Linked DNA regions of Danio rerio: region 2 is linked to region 1. A link is a contact called in public Micro-C data. All regions are on one chromosome and are shown on one strand. Each heading gives the region's core, a stretch centred on a gene start, on an enhancer-like site or on the middle of the called end of the contact. The rest is flanking DNA. Distances are from core to core; before and after follow the strand shown. Region 1 holds the start of rin2a (Ras and Rab interactor 2a). Region 2 overlaps ddx43 (DEAD (Asp-Glu-Ala-Asp) box polypeptide 43).

What was found. A called contact is a pair of places that touch in the nucleus more often than the background predicts.
Region 2: a Micro-C map of caudal fin shows a contact between it and region 1, with 2.6 times the contacts expected there. The contact joins the enhancer-like site here to the promoter of rin2a in region 1. A contact is called at or near these places in 2 of 18 Hi-C or Micro-C datasets (caudal fin and an unstated tissue).

The regions. Positions count from the first base shown.
Region 1 is chr13:30,454,400-30,461,069 of GRCz12tu, forward strand. It overlaps rin2a (Ras and Rab interactor 2a), which reads left to right and starts at 4,222. Exons shown (of 13, transcript XM_009307401.4): 1 at 4,222-4,429. si:dkey-187a12.4 reads left to right here. Exons shown (of 5, transcript XM_073920915.1): 3 at 2,725-2,884; 4 at 2,998-3,203; 5 at 4,125-4,429. The coding sequence ends at 4,130.
Region 2 is chr13:30,562,885-30,569,554 of GRCz12tu, forward strand. ddx43 (DEAD (Asp-Glu-Ala-Asp) box polypeptide 43) reads right to left here. Exons shown (of 17, transcript NM_001328193.1): 6 at 6,241-6,397; 7 at 6,015-6,133; 8 at 5,825-5,935; 9 at 5,590-5,731; 10 at 4,389-4,489; 11 at 3,515-3,602; 12 at 3,161-3,288; 13 at 1,030-1,139. Among named protein-coding and RNA genes, the nearest start is that of cgasa, 12 kb to the left of the region's middle. Within about 2 kb of position 3,062, at least 4 of the 62 cell types and tissues checked have an H3K27ac peak or open chromatin away from gene starts, as enhancers often do. A contact at or near this core is called in caudal fin, where this site is marked.

The sequences.
Region 1 (6,670 bases), core at 2,972-5,471:
AGTTCACTGGAAACGATTAACCCAGGTTACTGCCAAATTAAAAGTCCTATTAACATGCTTCGGCATATACTCTATAAAGCAATAATAAGCCAAAATATTGTGACTAGTCACAGGTAAAGCAATGATTGTTGATCATCTTCTAACAAGGCCATGCATTAGTGTATTAGTAGTTTGAATACATTGTATGCAGGAGATATTGGCAGAAATAAAGACATGCAGTTTTCACAAGGGCTACATGTTTATAGGCAATTGGGTCAGAGTTCAACTTCTTCTCAAACAACAGGAAGAGATCTGTGAGAATTTACCAACAGTGGTCAGAGGGGGGGCAAACTACATAACAGCATCAGGGTTTTGGGTGCCCGAAGCTCATCTGTGGAAAAGGACATCTAAGACAATCCCATCTGCTCTGAGCTAACAGCAAATCTACTGTCCACCCACACTTCAAAGCATCAAGCATCTACAGTAAACTGAACCTTGGAGCAGTCGAGGAAGAATGCCAGGTCAAATGAGTCTTGTTTCTTTTTGCATCAGAGCATGAGAGGGTTATCATTGGAATGTGCCGGCATCAGGATGAAATGAAGACAGTGTGATCCTCAGTGTTGAGAAACTAGTCTGGACATTTATGTTGACATAAATTATAACAAACTGTAACATTGTTGAGTTCACCCCTTCATGGCAATCTTGATCTAGTGGTATAAGTGGCTTTTTTCCACTTACAGATGAAAGTAGGCTGTAGGTGGAGAGTATGTGGAATTTTTTGGCTGTTTCAACTGCATTCTTTTCCTGCCGCGATCCATACATTGTTCAGGAATGTTTTGAAAAAGATGAAGAATTCAAAGTGTTGCCCTGGCTTGCCCAAATATCTAGAGCGTATATATGATGTGCTGGACCAACAGGTTTGATCCATTGTGCCTGTGCATCTTCCAAACTCCAGTACTTAAAAGCAAGGATGTACAAACAAGTTCCTGTATGGTCACTGTCCCACAGTTGAGCTCTCACTACCCTAATTAAACAAACCTGAGGTGTATTCCAGAAAGTAAGCTTAACCTACCATCTGCTAAGCCCTGAACTCTGGGTTAATTAACCCTAAATATGCCCACACGAAGGTATACCAGATATGAAAACTTCAGTTAATTCAGAATATCCTAACCTGACATGTTCACAGAGTCCCAATGGAAACAAATACAAAATGTTGAATGAATTAAATTCGTAAAGCGTATCGCGCCCTACTGGTAATTTTATATTATTTTATGGTATTGTTTATATTTCTTCAATACTTTTTTTCATTTTTTTGTGAAGAATTACAACAATTGTTGCTAAGATAGATAGATGCTAAATATAATATAAATTTAAATTTAACTTTTAAAAACAAATGCTTACATGAGACATACTGTATATTTTTTGTGTTGGTTTTGCTTCCATATTTGTAATAATGTGCAATATTTCTATAATAAAGTTACATAAGCAATACATTTTATTTAAAGTGACCAGTTACAAAAATGTAATTAATTATTGCAAATGCACCACACAAGATAAGAATTAATGAAATAAATAATAGTACAAATTAACATTATTTTCATAATAGCGTTTTTTTTTTCTTTTTTTGAGAAATTCTAAACTTTAAGAAATATATTAAGACACAGACAAATAATGGGCAAATAAGGATAGGAACTTGAACACTCAAGATATTTGACTTTTTGGGAACGAAAGCTGAGGTTATCCACTTACATATCCACTTACATATCCTTAAACATATCTAGGTATGTCACATAACCTGCTTTCTGGAATACCCAACTGACATAATCAAGGTCTTCAGACTCACCAGAAACACACGTTTTAAGTTTTGGAGCTGGTTGGAGCTAAAATGAAAGCAAAATTTGACGTAAAGAATCTGCTGCTAACATCTTGGCCTTTAGGTGTTGTAGAGTCTGTTAATGTGTGCATTCATGCTGTTCTGGCAGTATGCACAGAACCAAATACATATTTTGCTGGGTCTCATAATGTTTTGCTCATCTTTATTCACCTTAAGTTGCAATGAACAAGTAAGTTCTTTTCTAAATGTGAATGTTTTATACTTCAGATTCATTTGCTGTTATGTTAATAGCATATGCAAGTAATAGCTAACACTAAAAATAAGTGTTTATGACAATATATTAACAATCATGTGTTAGATCAGAAAATGGCAGTTTCCAACATCAATCAGTATAATGGGTAAAAATTAATAAATGTGAATGAGAACCAAAGTGTTCACATTTAAGTTAAAATTTCTCATTCGTTCATTCATATTTATTTGGCTTAGTCCCTTATTTATCAGTGGCCACAAACGGAATGAACAACCAACTATTCCAGGATATGTTTTGCAAAGCGGATGCCCTTCCAGCCAGTACTGGCCTTTAAAATTTTACAATGTTACAATTTTCAAGTTACAAATGTTCCCATGTGAAAAACAAGTTGGATATGGTAACTATTAAAGCAACATACACACAGGTTGCTACAAAAATCCTTACATGTCATTGCGTTATACTTTTTATGGAAGAATCCTCCCTTCTTTACCTGCACTGTGTATTACTTCATATTTTGTGTGTGTGTGTGTGTATATATATATATATATATATATATATATATATATATATATATATATATATATATATATATATATATATATATATATATATATATATATATATATAATTTTTATTTTTCTTATTTTTTTTTTTTACATAGGTGTCGCACCTCTCAAGGATGGGTGGAGCCACAGTTGATGATGCAGTTCGGCGTCTTATGCACACAGTTCTGTCTTTCAGTGTGGGCTCAGAGCTCAACTGGGTTGGCAGAGGACAGAAGAGGAGCTTCAGAAACACCAGACTGCAGGGTGTTTTATTTCGTAAGCAAATCTTTTTTAAATCAAATTATGATTCAGTGCATGCACTTCTGATTTGTTGCACAGCTATTTTAGAATCTTCTTGTGAAGCACTGTTTTAACCCTGTTCTGTACAGGTGCCTTAAAGAGGACACCTATTGGAAAGGAGGCCACACATCATCAGTTTGCTGATGTAGTGAAGAAATGGTTGCGGTTTGCCCCTTTTCGACAGAGAGGAAGCGGACGAAGACCGCATTGGAAGCCTATTGAGTTCATCTGTCCCAAATATGATAATACAGTAGAGGATCATAACCCGCTAAACTTGGAATCTGGAGAGGTTCAGGTGACAATATAACATAATTATATGTAATAGTGTGTCATTAAATGACTCAAAGTATAATTATAAAATATTAAAAATAAACTGGGAAAGTGAACTTAGTAAATGAAGAACTGACCCCAGAGTGAAGGATTGACATTCAAAGATAAAGTTTTTTTTGTCATATTACGTTCTTTGTAATATAATATTGCCTTTGCAGCTTTTAAGTTAAAATTTTGAATCATTTGAAAATGTTCAAATTAAAGAATAGATATTTAAAATAAAAATAGAAACAGTGTTATATTGTCTGTTTTGCACCTACAACTTTATTTGAAATATATTGTACTTTGTTTGTTTCAGTTTAAACCTATTTTAATATTAATTTTTACCCTAAAAAAATCAGTTTTGCGGTTTGTTTTGCATTTTGAAAAGAATATTAATGCATTTGTTTCAAAGAACTTTTGCATTCTGACACATTTGTTTATGTGTATAATTTACACATTTTTACTTCCATGTGAGAAATATGTAATATTTTCTACACCCAACCTACATAAATACAGAAATAGATGATTGTTTTCCTCACTAGTGAATAAATTCGGCTTAATGTACTATTAGAAATGATCTCAAAACAGGATTAAAAGTATATTTAAGTATAATTTCCAATATATATAACTTTATATTAAATCATATATGATGGACAGGCTAATTTTATAGCTAGCATTTCATGTACACACACACACACTATACGTCCTAATAACACCTGGAATATTGGAAAATCAAAGATTTGTAATCTCTTGTAGCTACATAATAAAAACAAGTGAAAATGTTGGTAGTGTTTGTGTTGTTGATTTTTTTAACCACTTGGGGATGAGAAGAAGAGATGTTTTATTTAATCTGTGTATTTTCCACTCTTTCCGGTTCTTTCATGTTTCTCTGAATGGCTGGTAGATGTAACAAAGACTTCTCCCTTCCAAAGACATTCCCAGCTGGAACACGTGACGTGAAAGCGCAATGCATATCAACTTTTGTTCTTCTCCTGGAGTTTGTTTTTGCCGGGAGAGGTCGCATGCTTCAACACAGCCATGAGTTAAATGAGACTTTCTTGCGAAGTACAAGGAAACAACTTCGCCTCGGTCATGCAGGAACATCTAAAACTGTTCACTGCAGCTCAGCCTTTGGAGAAACACCACCCAGCTCTTATAAATGCGTTACAACGCTTTTGTTAACGGGTGTTTTGATTTCGTCCCGTCGAGGTGAGTCCTACGCACCGTTTATTACCGTAAGATCGCGGCGATTGTTTTGCTTTTCGAGTGTTTTGTTTTTCGGTTCCAGCTTCATTTCAAAGACGTTCAAACCGTTTTTGTTTGTGTTTTCTTTAGTGGAATTATGTAAGTTCATTTAATTGTCAATTGTAATGTTCAGGTGTTATGTTTTGTTGATATATATTTTATTAACACGTAATTAACCATGCTAGTAATTCCGTTTACACGTAACATGTTTAGAATTCAATGATAGTAGTTTGGCAACTTTAGTCCTACCTGATTTTTTTTTCTTTTTTTTGGACATGTATCTATATTGTTTCGTTTTGTTGCCAGCAGGTACATGTAATACAATCATGTTTATGTGCTAACACAAATGGTCTATTGGCAACTAAAGATGTTATCCTGTGCTATTTTATTGAACCGCAGCGTGATGTTTCTTAAGGAATCGTTCAAGTTATGTAGTCTCATCAGATTATTTACATCTCTGTAAAACGTTTTGATTTCTGATACCATAAACTGAATTCATGAGCATGAAGGCTGCTTTCACATCTGCTGAAAGTAGCTGTAATACACTGAGCAATGTTCGTGTGCGTTAATTGAATAATAATTCACAATTTAAAAGATCATCTTTGGACAAACTTCCTTTTATATGCTCTTTTGTAAACTATAAAAGAATGAAAAACTTAGATTAGAGGTCACATTGTAGCTTCAACCTACTGTCGTCGTCAGGTACAATGCTTTGTGTAAGTTAATTAACATCAGAAACACGTTAAGTAGTTGTAAAATGTTTGCCAAATTTTGGCATCCTCTAAAGTTAGTCACAGAAAACGAGTTAGGTTTATAACTTCAACCTACTGTCGTCAAAAAAGGTACACTGCTTTGTGTAAGTACATCACATCAGAAGCGTGAGGTAGTTGTAAAATGTTTGCCAAATTTTGGCATCCCCTAAAAATAGGCAGAGAAACAAGTCAGGTTTGTCTGATCATAATAACCCTGGATGGTAAAACCTGAAATTAACATTTGGAGGAGCAGCCAAAAACTCCCCTGTTAGGAAAATAGCTTAATAAACAAAACAAAAAAAGTAAAAGCTTATGTTAGAGGATATAAGAAAACAAACAATAGAAGTCAGTAGAAAGTCCCTGTGATGTGTTTACCTATCTGCCATTCATGCAGTATGCGCATTCTCTTTTATTGCTGTTAGTTTAATTGATGGCGTTCGTTATTTACTTGTTTCTAAAAACCATCCCACCAGACTTTTCATTTCTTCCACACCAAATAATTCAGCAGAGTCTCGAAGGCCTGTTAAGAGGATTAGTCTCAGGCAATGGGAAGTAACTTAACTGATTTTGCCCAGAACATGCGTCACTTGACAAGAATTTCAGAGTTGTGCAGTGACTGGCATTGGATTAGTTTGACAACGGAATGTTCTGATCCATTTCAATACTCTATACATACCAATTGTATTAACTTTATTGAAGTTGTGGCTCACACCAAATTGCTGATGCAACCAAAGAATGCTTCTCAAATGCTGAGGTGTCAGCAGCTGTGACTGAAGTGTCAGGGTAGCTTCTGTGTGTGTGTGTGTGCTGTGATTTGTCAGAATAATTTTAGCGCCTGCTGTGACAACAAATTCAGTGAATGAAGGGGCCATGTCATTAAAGTGCTAGTTCTGTTATTGTTTACTCTCTGTCCACTTGTTCCAAACATGTTTGAGTTTTTCTTCTGGTGAACACAAATGAAGATAAACTAAAGAATAGTGTAGAAAGCAGAAGCCATTGACTTCCATTGCATTTTTTTGTTCCTTCTTTGGATGTCAGTGGCTAACATTCTTCAGAATATCTGGCTTCATTCTTTAGAATATCTTGCTTCATTCTTCAGAATATCTTGCTTCATCCTTTAGAATATCTTGCTTTGTGTTCAACAGAAGGAAAAATTCATGAAGGTTTTAGAACGACTTGAGTGTGAGTATATAATGAGGAAATGTTTCTGAGTAAACTGTCCCTTTAAATAACTTGACATGCAATAAATGTGATACCAGATTATGGTCAGAGCAATAAATGCAAAGTGAGACTGATAATGTGGTAAATAGTTTAACCACTGAATTGGAAAGCAAGTCAAAGACATAAGCAGAGTGATACTGTAGTGTGTTCAACTGTCAACTTGCATGTCATTTCTTCCTTTTAGTGCAGTTGATTCTATTCTACGGTGGCCGAGAGAGCAATTTATAGGCTG
Region 2 (6,670 bases), core at 1,812-4,311, 110 kb after region 1:
ATGTGAATGATGTAACGTTACCATTAGTAGCTAGGCTGTCAAACACTTTTAATTACTTTTTACTGCAGATAATGCACTTTTAAATGGTACTTTCACTTAGCCAGATTGCTTGTGTTTCTGTTATACAAGAAAACAACTTGTTGCGTTTGTTGCAACGGGCATTGTCGCAGTCCACTCGAGAAAAACAACCTGTTTTGTTCACTCCGCAAGCTTACAAGTTGTGTGTGCACGAGTCTGTGTCGCAAGCTATGTGTTTGTGCGAGCCTCCGCTGAGTGCGCACACACAACCAAGAACAGTAAAGGCTTTTATACTTGACACGCTCGCCAGAAACACAAGAATTTCTCATGTGAGATTGCCAACTATGCAGACGAATATCAAATATTACAAATTAGAATAGGTTGGTCAGTTCAATAATGCTACCGCAAGTAATGTTTTTTCAGCAATAATTCTCCAGTATCGATAGCAGAACCGTTAATGTCAGAGCTTATCGATACTTCTGTCTTCTGTGCATTCACTGATATAACACAGGATTGTGAGGGTAACTGAAACACTCGGTCAGTCTGTTCAGTGCATCAAATTTACTCTAAGCCACAATCACTGGCGAGTGAAATTGAATAATTCATCCCCAAGTTTAAAGTCATGTGAGTGATTTTCTTCCATTCTAGAGGGTTGCTGATTAAGCGGTTAGTCTTTTAATACACAGCTTGCAAAGTGAGATTCTGAAAAAGCTGCAAGCAGAATGGCTAGGGAAAAGTATTAACAGTATTAAATTATAAAATTTCATCTGTTAGAGATTTTGAATTTTGGTTTGCATTTCTTTTCATTTAATCACCCAGTCCTAATTAAGTATGTATTTTTGGTGTCAGTCATGGTTAAAAACAAAAGCAGTAAGCAGTTCATCACAGCACTGGCTTAACTTATTTGAGGCTACCAATTTGTCAGCATTAGCCAGCAATTTCATTTGGTGCTGCTATTGGCACAAAAACTACACGTCACCATTGTATTTGCTGCTTATTAAAATACTGTACCATCTTTAAAGTCCTGCAGGGCCTCTTCTCTGTCGCATTGCTCTCGGTCTCCATGCAGAGACTGTACCGCTATACCCTGAAGACACAGGTCACTGGAGAGGTCGTCAGCTCTATTCAGCAAGGGGGAGAAAAACAGTGAGGATTATAAAGGAATAGCCATACAGTTGATCATACTCACAGGTCACCACACAAACCAAACTGTGGTCATTTTGCATATTTCTTGCAGACAAAGGCTGATTAAAGGGATAGCTCACCAAAAGATGACAATTTACTCACATTTACTCACACTAAAGTGGCTTCAAACCTTTGTGAGATTCTTTATTTTGTTTAAGGGGTGGTCCGGAGTGTATTATTAAGACTTTGTTGTGTTTATAAGATGCAAAGCAATGTGTTTCACTTGAATAAAACTAGGTTATTTTTTCATATATCTTACTTTGAATATTTACAGCTACACTGCTAACATAAAAACTAATGTCATATTTCCTAGTTCCTCCGAAAGGCCCGCCCTCAAGTGACTCTGATTGGTCATCTATCATAATGTGCTGTGATTCGCGGATCGGTTTCACATCACTACATCACACCCCTACAAGCATGCACTTTTGTGCTGTGTAATCAGCTATCTCTCTTAAATAAAATCTGACAAGTGTCTGTAACGAATGAAAATGGGGTGAGGCTCCTTTCAGAGAGATTGCCACTATGTGTTTGCGTGTGCGTGCGAGAACTGTCTGTAGATGCATGTACCACAAGAAGCACATGTGCGTGGGACCGATGTTTATTTTTATTTTTCTCTGATGCTCAAATTAAGTTATTGTTCTGTAATATACAGTGACACTGTTGAAAGGAGAATAAAGCACAACATGTGGAATGCGACATGTGTGAGCCTTGATTTATTTTTTTGCTGCAACACAAGTTAGACGAGCTGTCCTGTATTTTTACCTGACTCAACGCGTTACATGACATCTTTCACATATATTTGGAATATGCATGTGTAAGTAATATGAATCATCCACATATCTTTTGCAAGTTCATTATCTGAGATGTAGAACGCACAAAAAAGCTCCCTATAGAGATACGCGCACTGGTGATTAAAGAGCAACGTATGAATGATTTATTTAGATTTTTTTCGTTTGATTACATTAACAAATAACAGGTGTCACTTTAAAAATGTACACATCTAACATTAACATTGAAATGAAAGCATTCGACTGTTTTCCTAACTGTTTATGCTCATTTAGGACGAAATTGTGTATGAAAAAAAATGACACTTGTAATGAAAAGGAAGGGAATCGCGCCGTTTTTATGTTTATTTCAATGTCTTTTCGTGCCTAAACAAAGCGAAAGCACAGAACAGACTCACATTTAAGAGCAAGGGGTGGCCCCCATGCGATTCGGCGGTATGGGTTGCGTATAGGGAGGCTCGGCTCTTTAATATTTCTTGTTACCCTTCAGAGAAACACCAAAACTACAGAAAAATTACGTGAAAATACCTTTACGGGATCATAGCGGGATAGAACTGTAAAATACGGGAGAATCCTGGGAAAAACGGAAGGGTTGACAGGTATGTTCTCAGTATTTCTTCTTTTGTGTTCAATGGAAAAAAGAAACCCATCAAGATTTGGTACAAAAAGAGGATTAGGAAATTTTCAGTTTTGGGTGAACAATCCCATTTTAAACAACCTTTGCTGCAATTTTAACCAATAAGCCCTTATCATCTTGAAGCACTTGATTTAATGCAGGCCGAGTATCAGGCAATTTCTGAGCAATCTTATTTTGCACAAAATGAAAATATCAGCATGAAAGTCTAACAAAGAACCTGTTTAAATGTTTGCGCAACTTTTGACAAACAAAAAAAAATGCCTGTCATATCGAGGTGTAGAAAAGCAAGTGATAGTAAGAATGGCCATTTATTAAACAGCTACACCCTCTGACAATGGAGAAATGCCAAGTTTCATTTCTAGAAAAGAGAAGCATTTCCCCACAAACCATTCAACCCACACTATTCCTGAGCAAATTGTCACCCATTGTCATGTCAAGCGATCACAGTAAAAGCATGTTAAGCAATGCCATTTCAGTGAGTGAAGCTCCTCCCATATCCTGTTTCATGAAAAAGCTCATCTCACTTTAAACTTACTTGAGTTTTTTTCCAACAAATATTAGTACTTTGTCCAGAGGCTCCATTCGGTGAATGAAATCAAAAACGTAGTCTTTTTTTTCATCCTCCTGCACAAACAGCACCGTTTGCTGAACAGTGTTCACTGCCTGAAGACAGACAGACACAGAAGTTAACTGGGGACTTTTAATAAGGAGGCCAAACAAATAAAGCTATATTTGATCTGTTATTGAAGCATTATCCAATATAAACACACATATATATATATATCTACATATATATATATATATATATATATATATATATATATATATATATATATATATATATATATATATATATATATATATGACACACGTGTAAATATTCACTTACTGCTAGATCCAGTGTGCCCACATAAACCATCATTGGATCTTTCAGGTAGGATTTGGCCAGTCGCCGAACACCTGGTGGCCAGGTGGCACTGCAACAGAAAGATAGAGATCCAAACTGAATAAATGCAGAGAAAAATGTCCATTTTGCGTTTAAAGTAAACAGTACAAAGTACTGTTACTTTAGCTCAGGATAAACTATGTACGCTTGTTTTTTTTTTACGTCAGTAGAAGGAAATTTTTTACATTTTTAACTTGGGTGTTTCATAAAATGTTCCTTTTTTGACTCAAAGACCACAGGTGAGTAACAGATTGATTCAAGCTCACCATCCCCTAATCCTTAAACACAAATATGCTTTGCGTTTACAATTAAGTTGCGAACACTGTTTTTTCAGAGAAACAAATACTAACGCTAGTGTTGTCACCTTATCGACTTTGTCACTATATTCAGCAACTTTTCAGACTTTTTCTTTGACCGTTTTTCTTGTTCACAATCACAGACATTTTAGTGACAGTTTTGGTTTATTACGTCTGTGAGATTACTGCAAATTTACTACACATCTATACTGACATACTGTATTCAAACAGCAATAATTTAGTCAAATTGGCATGCATACATAAAGCGTAGTGCACATTAAAAAAACCTTTATTAGCCATAGGCTGTAAAACAAACAGAAACGGTTGTACTTGCTGACGTCAGTAATACGCAAATTGACATTTGAAGTAATCTAGCAACATTTAGCAACTTTTCGGGCAGAGCTTACCACCTTTTCATTAAAAAAAGTTGCCAGCACTGACCAATGAAACAAAATTTAAAAAAAAGAGAATACCCTGTTCTACCTGCAATCAAGATATTTTTCAAGTATCAAATAAATCACCTAGTCATAACCGTTTGCCTGTCTGGTCGAATATCCAGAATGATTTTCATGATTTGAGGTTCAAATCCCATGTCCAACATTCTATCAGCCTCATCCAACACCTGGAAAAAGAGAAAGAAAAACTGCATATACACAAAATTATTTTTATCAAAGACACTAGAGATGCAACGGTTCTTGGTCAAAAAAAAAACTAAAAAAAACGCAGTCTCATTGTCCTCCCACGGTTCGTTGCGCCCTGTGATCCACGGTTCAGAATATACATTATTAATTTTGGTTTGTTAATAAAAACTGCAACAAAGCAGTTTTGCCTTTCTAAGCTTTCGATTACTTTTCACATCCATCGCCTGTGCGAAGACCTGTCTTAGGGTGCTTTCACACCTATACTTATGTTTCGGAACCTGTCACGTTTGCCCAGTTAGCGCGGTTCGCTTGGCATATATGAAACCACCAATCAAGCTCGGATCCGCGCCAAAATAATCACTCCGAGATCGCTTGAATGAGGTGGTCTCAGCTCGATTGAAACGAACTCTGGAGTGGATCGATTGCAATGAGAAAGCAATATAATCTGAGCCCGGTTATATCACAGTGTAATATGGATATGTAATAGGCATACAGCTATATAAAGAGAGAATTAGGAGCAGGGGGGGAGGTCATTCCAGACATCCCAAGTCTCCCGGAAGTTTCGTTAGTCTCCCGTGAATGTACAGAGCCTCCTGGGTGCCCGCAAACAAGTGATAATCTCCAAGAAATCGCTCGTCTCCCTCCCGCTCCTCAAATACGTCGCGCACCCTTCTCACCCCTCCCCACCGAATCAGTCCTTGCTCTTCAGACACGTTGCGAGCACCCTATCAAACACCATCAAAACCACTACCACCCCCCTGACAGCTGATCCGGACTCTGCAAAATAAACCATGAAACTGACAAAGTGAGGAGAGGTTAATCGCACGTGACTTGTTTTAGCTCTTTTGGTCCGTTTAGAAACTTTGCTGTGTGAAAGCGAACTGCACCAAGAACAAAGAGCAACATTGTAACAATTTTAATCCCTGTTTCAGAACAACTGAATCGATTCACAGACGTGAAAGCACCCTTAGCATGTAAATCTAAAACTGTGATACATACCAAACCGTTGCACCCCTAATGGACACAAAAACATTTATTCTCATCCGTATCCTTATTTCAACTTACAAACGCTATTACTTACCAAATAGGTGATGGAGCGCAAATTAATGAGCTCATTCATCTGCAGATCATTTAACCGTCCAGGTGTTGCAATGACAATGTCCACACCACTGGTCACTACTTTAATCTGGGCATTTCGGTCACCTCCTCCATAGATACAGATACTAAAATAATGTAAGGAATTTTGTTTTGTTGGTTTAAACCCTAAATTATGGATTAAATTTGAATTAATTTGGAGAACTTAATAATTACAGCACCTTTTAAATCCCTTGTAGCTGTATTTGTTGCACTCTGCTTCGATCTGGAGGGCCAGCTCACGAGTAGGAGTCAAAACCAACATGCCAGGGCCATTTCTTTTGTCCCTGGGCCTTCAATAAATGTGTATATCAATCAGAGTAAAATAGATTCACTTGTTAACAAAAAGGATGAACCCTGGAACACACTTACATTGGTTGTCCATCCATATGAATGAATCCAGGAAGGAGGTAGGCCAGAGTTTTGCCTGTTCCTGTCTGGGCTATTCCAATAAGATCTATTCCATTCAGGACGACTGGCCAGGCCTGCGACTGAACCATTAGGAAAATTAACCAGGTTTCCATTCATCTGAATGTCTTATTTTACATAAGGCAGAAAAACAATCAGTGAGAAGCAAGCATGAAAGAGAGTTCTTTACCTGAATGGGTGTTGGTTTTTTAAACCCTACTCTGACAATGTTTTCCATGATGCCAGGATAGTGAGCAAAAGCTTCCTCAAACGTGCACACTGGATTGGGAATTGTTCTTTTGTCACCATCTTTTAAATCGTCCACAAAGATATTGTTGTTCTCTTTTCTGTTTTATTAGAGAAGCATAATGTACAAAAACAATACAATTATTATATGTAGAACACCATGCCCTAAATCAGTGCTTCATTTGTAAGTGAATAATTCTCAGAACAAAACCAGCAAAAAAAAGAAAAGTCAATGTGACCGACGTCCACCACTCAATTTCAGTTTTCCTAGGACAAGACGTCATTAAACAATGATACCGCAAAAAAGAGCATCACATTTCTGAACGGTCTTTGATTATTTTGTGCCATATGACATTATAGGTCAGTCAATGATG